Linked DNA regions of Zea mays: regions 1 and 2 are each linked to region 3. A link is a contact called in public Hi-C data. All regions are on one chromosome and are shown on one strand. The core of a region is the stretch at or near the end of the contact, and the rest is flanking DNA. Distances in the headings are between cores, read along the strand shown.

Region 1 (3,563 bases), core at 71-2,570, 230 kb after region 3:
ATGACACATTCATACAACCATTAGTCATATCTTAAAATGACAAATATAAATATAGATCATAAAATGTATAATAATTACTATATAATCTTACACATGACGCATCCATACAACCATCACACTATTGCCAAAAATTGTAGCAAGGTTGCCATAGTAGGGAAGAGGCTTGTTTATGAATTCATCATCACCCTTGTTTCTTTCATCCTGCATACAATAAGATAACACAAGTGACATCACTCTTCCAAATTTTATCATCAAGATACTCCATCCTTTTTCTATCTCGCTCATAAATTGGACCATAACTAATTTGTCCTACTGCTGCATGACCATGACGTTTTCTTTTTCTAGATTCAATAACACAAGCCATCATTGAAAGCAACATATGAGCAGCAACAACATACACTACAAGCATATACTTCTTCTCCATCTATATAAAAAAGGACAATATTACCAATTGAAACCACACATGCATGATTAATTTCACTGCTTAAATGTGAAATAAAAAATATTATAATACCTTAAGCTCTAAAGTCTTTTTTGTCTCCTGAATACTTGCAACCGGATGACCTATAAAAAACAAAAGAATTTTTAGCTAGTATGATCTGAAGTCTACAAGATGGCGTGAGCCAAGAATTGAACAGAGCATAGGTGTCCACGCCAAGAAAAAGGAACAAGAAATATGCTAATCGTAGAAAGATTGGACTTGTGCTGTTCAGCCTGTTCTCAAATCAGTTCAAGCTCCAGTGAAGCACATCGTCGAAGGCCCGACCACAACAAATCACACCGAATCACCCTCTTGCCCACCACCACACCACACCACCCGCGGCGGCGACCCAGTCGAGATCACGAAGGCAATGGCGACAGCGCTGAACCGCGGGCTCCGCTCCGGGCTCTGCCTCCTCGCCGTCGGCGCCGAGGTGTCCAAGCCAGGCAAGCACCCCTCCAATCCCGCATCACTTCGCCTTGACCTCTCACCCTGGGGCGATTAGGGTTGCTCCGGCCCGTTAAGCTTTCAGTTGGTCGTGGCGGCGTGGATGTGTGATGTGGTAGATCCGTCGGATCCTCAGACGCGCGAAGGCAAGATGAGACGGTGGCCGGAGGCAGATGAGATGCGGCGATAGAGAAGGTTGGGGAAGAAACGAGCGAAGGGAGAGGAGCGTACCTGGGAGAGGAATGGACGCGTTGTGCTCCCGAGCGTACGGGTTTGAGTGTTTTTTTGGAGGCTAGGGATCCTTGATATTGGAGGAATATTCTTATTTTAGAGCCACTCGATTATGTCTAGAATGAAACCAAACACCCTGGAACGGAACGACTCCATACCACAGTACTCTCCAACCAAACGCTACCTTAGCTTAGCTCAACACAACTGCATCGTACGGCCCGGGCCGTCTGCGGCCTGCCGTTTACAGCTTACACCATGCGCCCGCTTCCGGCGTCCGTGGCGTCCCGACTGGCGGCCGTGCTTGCGGATCCGGTCGGCGTCCCGCTGCCCGTCTTCAACTCCCTCCTCTCTGCGCTTGCCGCCTCCGTGGACCCTTCCCACGGGCACCTCCCGCTCTACCTCTTCCGCCGCCGCCTACTCCCGTTCCGCCGCCCCGATGCCTTCACTCTCTCCGTCCTCACCTCGGCCCTCCCCTCCGCTGCCGTCACCCTCCACGCCCTCGCGCTCCGCCTGGGCCTCCTCCACGCGGACCCCGTCCTCGCCAACTCTCTGCTCCGTCTGTACATATGCCCACCGGTCCCCTGTCAGGGCCTCGCGCGCCGCCTGTTCGAGGAAATGCCCGCGCGCACCGCGTCCTCCTACAACACCCTTATCTCGCACTCGCACGACGACGTGTGGGGCCTTGTGCGGCGGATGGTCGCCGACGGGTGCGCGCCAGACCGGTTCACTATGTCAGCCGTGCTGCCGGTGTGCACGTCTGCGCGCTGGGGCAGGGAGCTTCATTGCTATGCCGTCAGAGATTGGATGTGTGGGGACGATGATTTCCATGTGAGCAGCGGCCTGGTGTCCATGTACTGCAGGGTTGGCCACCCGGACTCTGCAAGAACTGTTTTCAATAGGATGGCACGAAGGAACGTTGTTTGCTGGACAGCCATGGTGGGAGGGTACATAGAGAATGGCATGTTTGATGATGCCGTGGATTGTTTCCGGGCAATGTGGCTTATTGATGCCATTCCACCGAACAGGATTACGTTGATCACTGTGCTCTCGGCCATTGAGGCCCTCTCGAGCTTAGCAGAGGGGAAACAGGTGCATGGTTTTGCAGTAAGAATGATGATGCACGCAGAGATGTCGCTGAACAATGCTTTGATTGATACATACGCAAAGTGTGGGGCCTTGCATTATGCAAGGCGGATCTTTGATGATACCAGTTGGTGCAAAGATGTGATCTCATGGGGTGCAATGATTTTGGGTTATGGCATTCATGGTATGGGTGTGGAAGCAGTTGCTTTGTTCGATCAGATGCTTTCATCTGGGGTTAAACCTGACAGCATTATTGGACTTGGTGTTCTTTCAGCTTGTTGCCATGCAGGTTTGGTGTTGAAGGGCCTTAATACATACAGCTCCATGGTAAATGATCACGGGGTTCATCCAACTGAGGAGATGTGTGCCTGTATGGTTGATTTACTGGGCCGATCTGGGAATGTTTACCATGCCTTGGATTTTGTGAAGTCAATGAGTGTGGAGCCAGGCTCTAGTGTCTGGGGAGCACTTCTGGATGCCTCTGTTAAGTACGACAACAAAGAAATCCAAGATCTGGCTTCCAGGTCTCTTCTTAGATTGGAACAAGGGAAACCATCTAATCTTGTTGCAGTATCAAACCTAAATGCCTCTTCAGAAAGGTGGAATATTGTTAAACAAGTAAGGGATACAATCAACCAGGGATCATTGAAGAAAAAAACTGGTTGTAGTTGGGTAAATCCAATATAGGTTAACAATGCTTCTTCGAGTGACTTACAGATAGGCTTTTGATGCTTCTGATCTCAAGTGTACCATTCAATGCCTATGCCTGGGAGCAATCACATTAGATCGCACAAATTCCTGGAAGGTGTACTGAAGCTACAACAACAAATCTGCATGTACTTGTATGTTGTTAGATGAGAAGATTATGACACATCTACTGTTGGAGTCTTTAAGCAACAAAAGTGCCTTATACGATGATGTCAAGGTTTTCTGCAATCTCCTCTTTTCCAGGTAAATTTTGCTTCTAGTATATTTGAGGTATAGAAATTTTTTAATTTCTTCAGAATTTGATGTTTTCTGCATCCATGAGGGCTGAGGCTAAATTGTACATTTATAGTAGAATAAGGATGCTTAAGTTTAGAAGAGGGTTTCCTAAGCTGACAAGTTTATCTTCTACCTGGTGGCTGTTTTACAATAGGATTAAATTTTAAGACATCTGTAACAATGTTATAAGTATGTTCTTTTTCTGTTGAGATAGTGTTTATGTTAGCATCCTCTGAGATTAAGATTACCTTTAACAACTGAAGCATAATTTAGTTGCTTTGTTTGTTGCAAACTTGCAATACATTGAATGTGTGTCCTATTCTTCTTTTTCTTGGGC
Region 2 (3,724 bases), core at 572-3,071, 190 kb before region 3:
TTCATTTTCATACATATTTTACTGCCTGCACACTGAACCATCGTCGACATGAAGGTGTTTACCAGCTGCCCGTCCAGAAGGGGCATAATTTATATCAGTTCTATTCTATGTGTGTAAGAAAGAAGTGGCCCAGAGCAACATACGTCAAAATTACTACACGATACATCTGGTAGTATCCCCTTTTGGTCTGCAGGAGATTTCAAAGAACATGTGTGTACACATCGCATTTCATAGAACGACTGTTCACGTGTTTTTGAGCCCAAGGTAGCACTAATCATAAAGCACAGTTGCTCTCAGAGATACAGGTGCATCTTATTCTCTTGTAGTATCACAATTACAGATTGAATAACTGGATCACAATAAAGAGAGCTCACAAGTTGGGTAACTGAGATATAGCACTAGACCACACACTTGGTTACCCATTGCCGGTTATGCCATGTCAGACAATCCACACGAGAAAAATACTGATTTCGACTCAACTGTGCAGGCCCGCCTGACACAACCAGATGCTCTAAGCAAGGGTGTAGTATTCCCTCTCGTGCTGGTCAAAGTCGAGAGCAGCAAGGACATAGATCGCGTAGATGATTCTGGTGACATAACCAAGGATTGTGAGCAGCAGCCAGATGCAGAACTCTATCTGTTAAGAAGATAGAGTTCTCTTGCACCAACCTCAAATACGTGCTTCTGATTGTGTTAAGCGTGTGATTCACACAAACATGTGAAGAGATTATACCTGAACCAGATTATCTTATAGTGCCATGTAATTGCCTTGTGTGTCCCACAAAATTGAGATGTCCATGGGAGAAAAGTAGAATAAGAGGTGCTACTGTAGCATTATGGTACCACTGTTTGATGTTTTGAAAATTTGTAAGTCAACTCTCCTGAGTCTGGAACGATTTAACTTGTGTGCTTTGGACTGATGGCCAAAGTATGCATATGCTGTGTTTGCTGAATTTTTGCCCCCAAGCCCCAATTGGACCATTGCGACCACATTAGAAGGCAGTACATGTATTCAACAGAACATGTGAAGAATGAGTATTGTTTGCATAAATTCGATAGCCATGCCTAGACTTGCTATGCATTGCCACTGTATTTGGCATGCCTAGAACTGCTACACAAAACTTGCTATGTATTTTGTCTAAAAATACTATATCCTTGATATGCTTGCTTGATCTATATTTTTTCTGCTCTTCTATTCTTGTGTGGGTTTATCAAGAATGAGGCAATTAGATAAGAATATATGCTTTGTCAATATTGTCTGAGACTTTGTTAATATTAGAAGGCAGTACATGAATTAAACAAAACCATTGTTTTGTTTATTATGATCTGAACAACTCATTTTATATATGGAGCTCGTGGCAATGGCAGCCCCGCAAAAGGATGATGGAACTCATGGCGTTGAGTGGTGGCGTGCTTAGGCTCGTGATCCTCTGCAACGAGGCACTGTTTCCCACGAGCGTTCCCATCACCATTGCAGTCACGCCACACGTCGCTAGGCCTTGAGCGGTTGGAGGCTCGTCAATTTGTCTTTCGTCGCAACGCACGGGTATATACCTAGTCACTATATAACTATTCGATATGACTTGTTTAATTTTTTAATACATATATAGACAAACAATTGTCAGTGGATTGTCGTGCTAGCAACTTTTAAGCCAGATATTAGCTGTAGCGCATTCAACGCACCGCCGATGATAATATTCATATCAGATTAACCCTGCACGGGTCCCGAGCTACTACTAATCATAATAAATGCCGTTTTTATACGGAATACCAGACCAGTTGTCCGAGGGCCTGCTTGCCAAGTTGTCAGTAACTGTGGAGAGCACGAGAAAGTGGGGCATCTACTTTTTTTAGACTACTGCTCTCGGCCTCCTCTCCGCTCCATTTTCGCAATTCCTTCGAGCTCCGCTCCGGTGAAGGGCGCTCCATTTTGGAGATTTCGCAACCTCTGCCTCGTTCTGCCATTTTTTTTTCTTGCCTGCACCAACGTCATCTAACCAGTCATTAGTTGGTGAAATCCTCCACTCCCCTGCAGACCACGTCAGCCTTCACCTTGCCGTCTCCGTTACGCGCCGCGAGCCCGCGAGCGTTTGGGGAGTTTTGGAGCGGAGGAGGCAAGGGAGGACGGACAGGGAAGTTTGGTTGTGGAAATGGATGTGGTGGAATCCTCGCCGTCGTCGTCGCCGATATCGTCTCCGGCCGGGTCTTCGGAGTCCATAGACCTCAACTTCCTGCCGTTCCTCAAGAGGGAGCCCAAGTCGGAGCCCGCGTCACCAGAGCTCGGGCCCCTGCCGCTGCCTGCGCCCCCAACCCAGACGCCCCAGCAGCAGCATGCAGCGGCTCCGGCTCCTGAGGCCACGGCGCCTCTGTCGCCAGCGACTCCTGACCTCTCGTCCGCTCCGGTGATGGCGCCGCTGCAGTCGCTGCCGCCTAACCTGGACGAGGACGCGCTCCTTCGGGAGTACTACCGCCTCGCGGGCCTCTACCTCTCGTCTGCGAGGTCCGGGGCGATCATCCCAGCGCTAGCTCCGGAGGCGGCCGCACCGGCGGTGGTGCAGTCGGGGTCCGGGTCTGTCGTGAAGAAGCGCCGGCCGCGTTCGTCGGACCTCGTGCGGGTCTCCTCGCTCGGCGTGCAGGACCAGATCTACTTCCGCGACCTCGTGCGCAGGGCGCGCATCACTTTCGAATGCCTCCGCGGGCTTCTACTCAGGGACGACGAGCGCGCCGAGTCCCTCGGCCTTGCGGCCGTCGCCGGGTTCGGCGTTGCCAGGGACCGGCGCCGCGTCCGCGCGGACCTGCGTGCCGCAGCGCTCATGGGGGACCACGACCTCTGGCTCAATCGCGACCGCCGCATCGTCGGGCCGATGCCCGGGATCTCGGTGGGTGACGCTTTCTTCTTCCGCATGGAGCTTTGCGTGCTTGGACTCCATGGCCAGGTGCAGGCCGGAATTGATTATGTCAGTGCAGGGAGGTCTGCATCTGGGGAGCCTATAGCCACATCTATAATTGTATCTGGTGGGTATGAGGATGATGATGATCACGGCGATGTACTTGTGTACACTGGGCATGGCGGCCGTGATCCCAACCTCCACAAGCATTGCGTCGATCAGAAGCTGGAGGGCGGCAATCTTGCCCTCGAGCGCAGCATGGCTTATGGTATTGAGATTCGTGTAATCCGTGCTGTCAAGTCAAGACGAAGCCCTGTTGGTAAGGTTTACTTCTACGATGGCCTCTACAAGGTTGTTGACTACTGGCTCGACCGTGGGAAATCTGGGTTTGGTGTTTATAAGTATAGACTGCTGCGGATTGAGGGCCAAGAACCCATGGGTAGTGTGAATTATCGAGTAGCTGAACAGCTTAAGGTGGATGTGTTTGCTATAAGGCCAACAGGGTATTTGAGCTTTGATATCTCCATGGGCCGTGATACCTTGTCAGTTGCACTCTTCAATGATGTTGATGATGATCAGGACCCACTCTTATTCGAATATCTGGCACGTCCAATATTTCCTACCTCTGCTGTCCAGGGGAAGTTTGCTGAAGGTGGTGGTGGTGGTTGTGATTGTGCTGAGATTTGCTCAATTGGATGTAACTGTGCAGGGAGGAATGGTGGCGAGTTTGCATATGATAGGACTGGAACCCTGCTACGAGGCAAGCCACTGGTATATGAGTGTGGGCCATACTGCAGATGCCCACCTAGTTGCCCCAACAGGGTTAGTCAGAAGGG
Region 3 (3,975 bases), core at 74-2,573:
GCTTCTTCTCCTCCTCTGTCAGAACATCATCAAACCCCTCACTCTCTATATCATTGTCATTGCAAGATGAAAAGAATTCTTCATCCGTCATCGCCCCCGGGACCCTCCTTGACTTGACACTGACCACCACATGATTCATTTCATACACCTTGGCCTTCCACGGGCCAACCGCCTCTGTCCGTTCCTGCCGCCGCCAAGTGAGCTGTGGGAGCAACAGCGCTTGGGTGACGTCAATCCCCGGACGGAAGATGTTGGTCTGTGACATTGCAGCGACCTCCTGCTGGACTTCTGCATCTGAGGCTGGGGTGCCTGCCCCCTCCAGCGCGTTCATAATCTCCTTGTCCTTGTGGTTGATCATGCACAGTGAACCCGGCGGCACCTTGCCATCCTCCGACCCTTCCCCGAGGAAGAGTATGGTCTGGTCGGAGCGTTGGATCTTGAAGCCATCGAAACCAGCGAGGGTCATGTCGGCGCGGAGGTTGGAGCCACGCTTCCAGACCCTGTAGGTGTCGGAGGGCGCGATGCGGGAAATGAATGGGATGACGGAGCTCTCAAAATGGAAGGTGATCTCCATGTAGAAGTCCCGCATCCGGCGCATGGCGGCGACGACGCGGGGCAGTCGGCGGCACCACTTGGCCCAGGCGAGGGGCTGGTAGTGGCGCACGATGACGCGCGCCAGGGCCTCCTCGCGCGTGCAGATGGCCTCCTGGAGGGCGCTCCAACCCTGCTCGTTCTGCAGGCTCCAGTCGGCGCCGGCCGCCATGAGCATCTCGGCCGCCGTGGGGTCACAGAGGCGCACGGCGAGGTGGAGCGGCGTCTCCCGCCCGGGCACGTCGCGGCGGTCGATGACCGCCGAGACGGCCTCGGCGCGGGCCTCCTCGGCGACGGAGTCCGCTTCCGTCCGGATCTCCTCGGGCCGGCGCGCCCGCGGGAGCGCGTCCAGCACGCGGCGCAGCGCGGCGTGGTCCCGGGCCGCCACAGCGTGGTGTGCTGGGCTGTGCGCGTACCTGGCGGCGTCGACACCGGCCATCGCGGCGTCCGTCCGCGCCCGGCGAAATCTCCCTTCGTCGCCCTCCAGGAAGACTAGGGAATCGAAGGAGAACAAACGCCGCCTCTACTCCTCCCCCTTATTTGCGGAAGCAGTGGAAGGTAAGAATTGAGCGGAACGTATGGCAGCGGAAATCAATCGCTCGGTGATATTAAGAAAGTCGAAAAGGAGCTTACTTGCTTACCAGTCGCCCCCAATCTTGGAGTTTCTCTCTGCTTCCTTGCCTTGTCTCTTTGGGTTCCCTGCTCCCCCTCTCTCTCCCTCTCTCCTCCCTCGGCTTGGCTCTGTTGTATTACTCCCACCCTCGTCTCCCCTCTCTCTCAAGACCCAGGCTAGAGTAGACTGGGCATCGCCTCCCCCTCCCTCACGTCATGATGGGCTTGCCCACGGACAGGGGAAAAGTATTGAAGTCTAGAGAGGGAAAGCGAGAGAGAGAGCGAGGGACACCCGAAGCAGCCTTGCCATGGCCCATGGGGCGACGTGGGAGATTGAAAAGTGAACAAGACGGAAGGGGGGAGAACTTTCTTCTCTCCCCTCTGCCCCTATCTTGTTTCTCTCTCTATGCACACATTTCTTCGGGTCCTTTGTGCAAAAGGGAGGAGAACCGTTTTGTTATGCGATTTTCTGTCTCTATCTACAAATTAAAATTACGCCGCTGATTGATCGCTAATCAATTGGCGTTTTATGATTCTTTTGAGCGTTTTGGATTTTATGACACGTCATGCGTGTGCCTAGCCCTGCAATACGGAGCGAAATCCATCCACAGACCACACTGTTGCTTCATTGTCGTAGTATGTTTCACCTACATGTCCAATATTTAGGCTCCTTAAGTATAGCTCTTTAGAAGGCTCCATCTCAGACGGGCTATATCTCATGCTCATCGTGAAGCTCTACCAAACGATTAAAAATAGCTTCTAAACTAGTTGTGGGGAATAATGTGTATGAACTCACTAAATGTGGGAGTTTATGTGAAGTGTAAGACTAATCAATAAATAATGGTTGAAGCTGAGCATTGCTTTTAATAAGTTGGTTAAATTTTATTAGCAGTTACTAAATGTAAGTATATACCAAAACAGAGTAATGATAGATCAAAATTAATAATAAAACACAATGTGATGTAAATGACCAGTTAAATTTAATCGGTACGCATCCACGACCATGGGATCAAGGATCCACGGCCAGAATTCATTCACACCTTGACCCAATCCAGCCGAAAGGGTGTTCGCGCATCACTATCGTTGGTCGCCTATCTAACGGTTAGGATTAGATCACCTATTCTGAACCGGTATGCAACCCGCACCGTCAATAGGGAGATCGGCGGACGAGATTTTATTATCCGAGCTCTAATCGCGGCTGATGAACCTAACATGTGCGGCAGAGATCTATCTCGAGCACGATCTAATCTCAGCCGTCAAAACACGATGAACGCCTACGAATCCGCCCTCTACCTCCCGCACCTAGGCACGGCGACGCGGATGCGGCCGAGGCGGCGCTCTCGCCGGAGTTCAACCAACCCGGCCATCTACCGACTGGATCCAAGCGAAACCCAATCCGTTTCAAAGGGGAGAAGAAAGTGGACGTGTATGGGGGCTTACCGGAAAGGGAAAACGGCCCGCGGACACCTGGCCACGACATGGCATGGCCCCGGGATGAAGTCTGGACTCCGGTGAGCAATCAACGACGTCCCCGGTCCAAGCACCACCCGTAGAGGACCCACGCAGTTTCCCCACAATCAGGCGAAGCTTCACGGCTAGCAGCGCACCCCGATTGTGTGTGTGGTTGGATTCCCACCGCAGCGGACCTCCCGTGCTCGGCGACGGTGACTCTACTCCCACGGTGTTGGCGAGGTACGCGAGGGTAAAGCGGTGGCCAGGCTAGCAGGGCGAGAGGGCAGGTGTTCGCTTATAAGCAGGTTGGAGGAATCGACCCCCGAGGACATGACCGCACCAGAATACTCGGGTTCTGTTGCGCGGCGTGATTTCGCCGGGGAAGGTGACTCTAACAGGCTGCCCCCATGCGCCAAAGAGTCCGGGATCAACTGGTGACTCGTAGTGACTGGCGAAGTTGGGCCCATACGTCAGCGTCCCCGCGCGCGCGAATGCTTCTGGCAACAACCGGCTGACCACGTAGGCCCACTTGTCGGCGCCTGATTCAAGGAATTGGGCTACGCGGTGGAATGGGCCGAAAACGGGCCAACTAGCCCATTTAGCTTTCTTTTCCCTTTTCTTTTTCTTTTATTTTCTATTTTATTTTCCTTTTTATTTTTAGATTTCAAATTTGCATTCAAATTTTGTTGTGAATTTTGTACAAATCAAATTACCAGTATGAAGAGATATCTTGATTTATATATATTCTTCTTTATATTGTTTATTATTTTCCTTTTTTTCTTTTTTTTCTATTTCATCTTCAAATTCTAGATTTCAAAAATAGGTTTAATCCCAATTTTAACATTAATATATTTTTATTACTATTATTATTATTAAATGCACAAACAAATAAACTCCAACATGATGCACTATTTCCTTTATTTAATATAATTGTTAGTAGTCAAGGTGGCCCCAAGATTTGAATCTGCAAAAAAAATGATGAAGACAAACAAGTAATCAAATAAACCTTTTATAATTCCCCAATTCTTATACATTTTATAAACCCAATTATTTGGGTATTACAAATCCTACCCCCCTTAAAAAGAATCTCGACCTCGAGATTAAGACGAGCTAGGGAAAAGGTGGGGAAATTCTACTCGTAGCTCTTCTTCTCTCTCCCAAGTAGCTTCATCTTCACTATGATGACTCCATTGTACTTTGCACATCTTAATCACTTTATTCCTCGTAACCCGAGTCAAAGTATCAAGAATCTTGATAGGGTACTCAGTATAAGTCAGATCATCTTGAACACTTGGTTCCTCCATGGGTAGTTGCTCTTCT

Evidence for each region. A called contact is a pair of places that touch in the nucleus more often than the background predicts.
Region 1: a contact with region 3 is called in a Hi-C map of tassel, with 3 times the contacts expected there. The contact joins the promoter of LOC103632264 here to the promoter of LOC100383469 in region 3. A contact is called at or near these places in 3 of 25 Hi-C or Micro-C datasets (ear, leaf and tassel).
Region 2: a Hi-C map of endosperm shows a contact between it and region 3, with 2.6 times the contacts expected there. The contact joins the promoter of LOC100277465 here to the promoter of LOC100383469 in region 3. A contact is called at or near these places in 4 of 25 Hi-C or Micro-C datasets (ear, endosperm and tassel).

What each region holds. Positions count from the first base shown.
Region 1 is chr7:39,648,532-39,652,094 of Zm-B73-REFERENCE-NAM-5.0, forward strand. It overlaps LOC103632264 (putative pentatricopeptide repeat-containing protein At3g23330), which reads left to right and starts at 1,321. Exons shown (of 4, transcript XM_008654078.4): 1 at 1,321-3,193. The coding sequence starts at 1,415. The coding sequence ends at 2,929. LOC103632266 (a long non-coding RNA gene) reads right to left here and starts at 1,462. Exons shown (of 3, transcript XR_555782.4): 1 at 1,160-1,462; 2 at 515-564; 3 at 1-201.
Region 2 is chr7:39,228,369-39,232,092 of Zm-B73-REFERENCE-NAM-5.0, forward strand. LOC100277465 reads left to right here and starts at 1,822. Exons shown (of 2, transcript NM_001361292.1): 1 at 1,822-3,724. The coding sequence starts at 2,151.
Region 3 is chr7:39,415,961-39,419,935 of Zm-B73-REFERENCE-NAM-5.0, forward strand. LOC100383469 reads right to left here and starts at 1,324. Exons shown (of 3, transcript NM_001176117.1): 1 at 1,225-1,324; 2 at 1-1,126. The coding sequence starts at 1,030.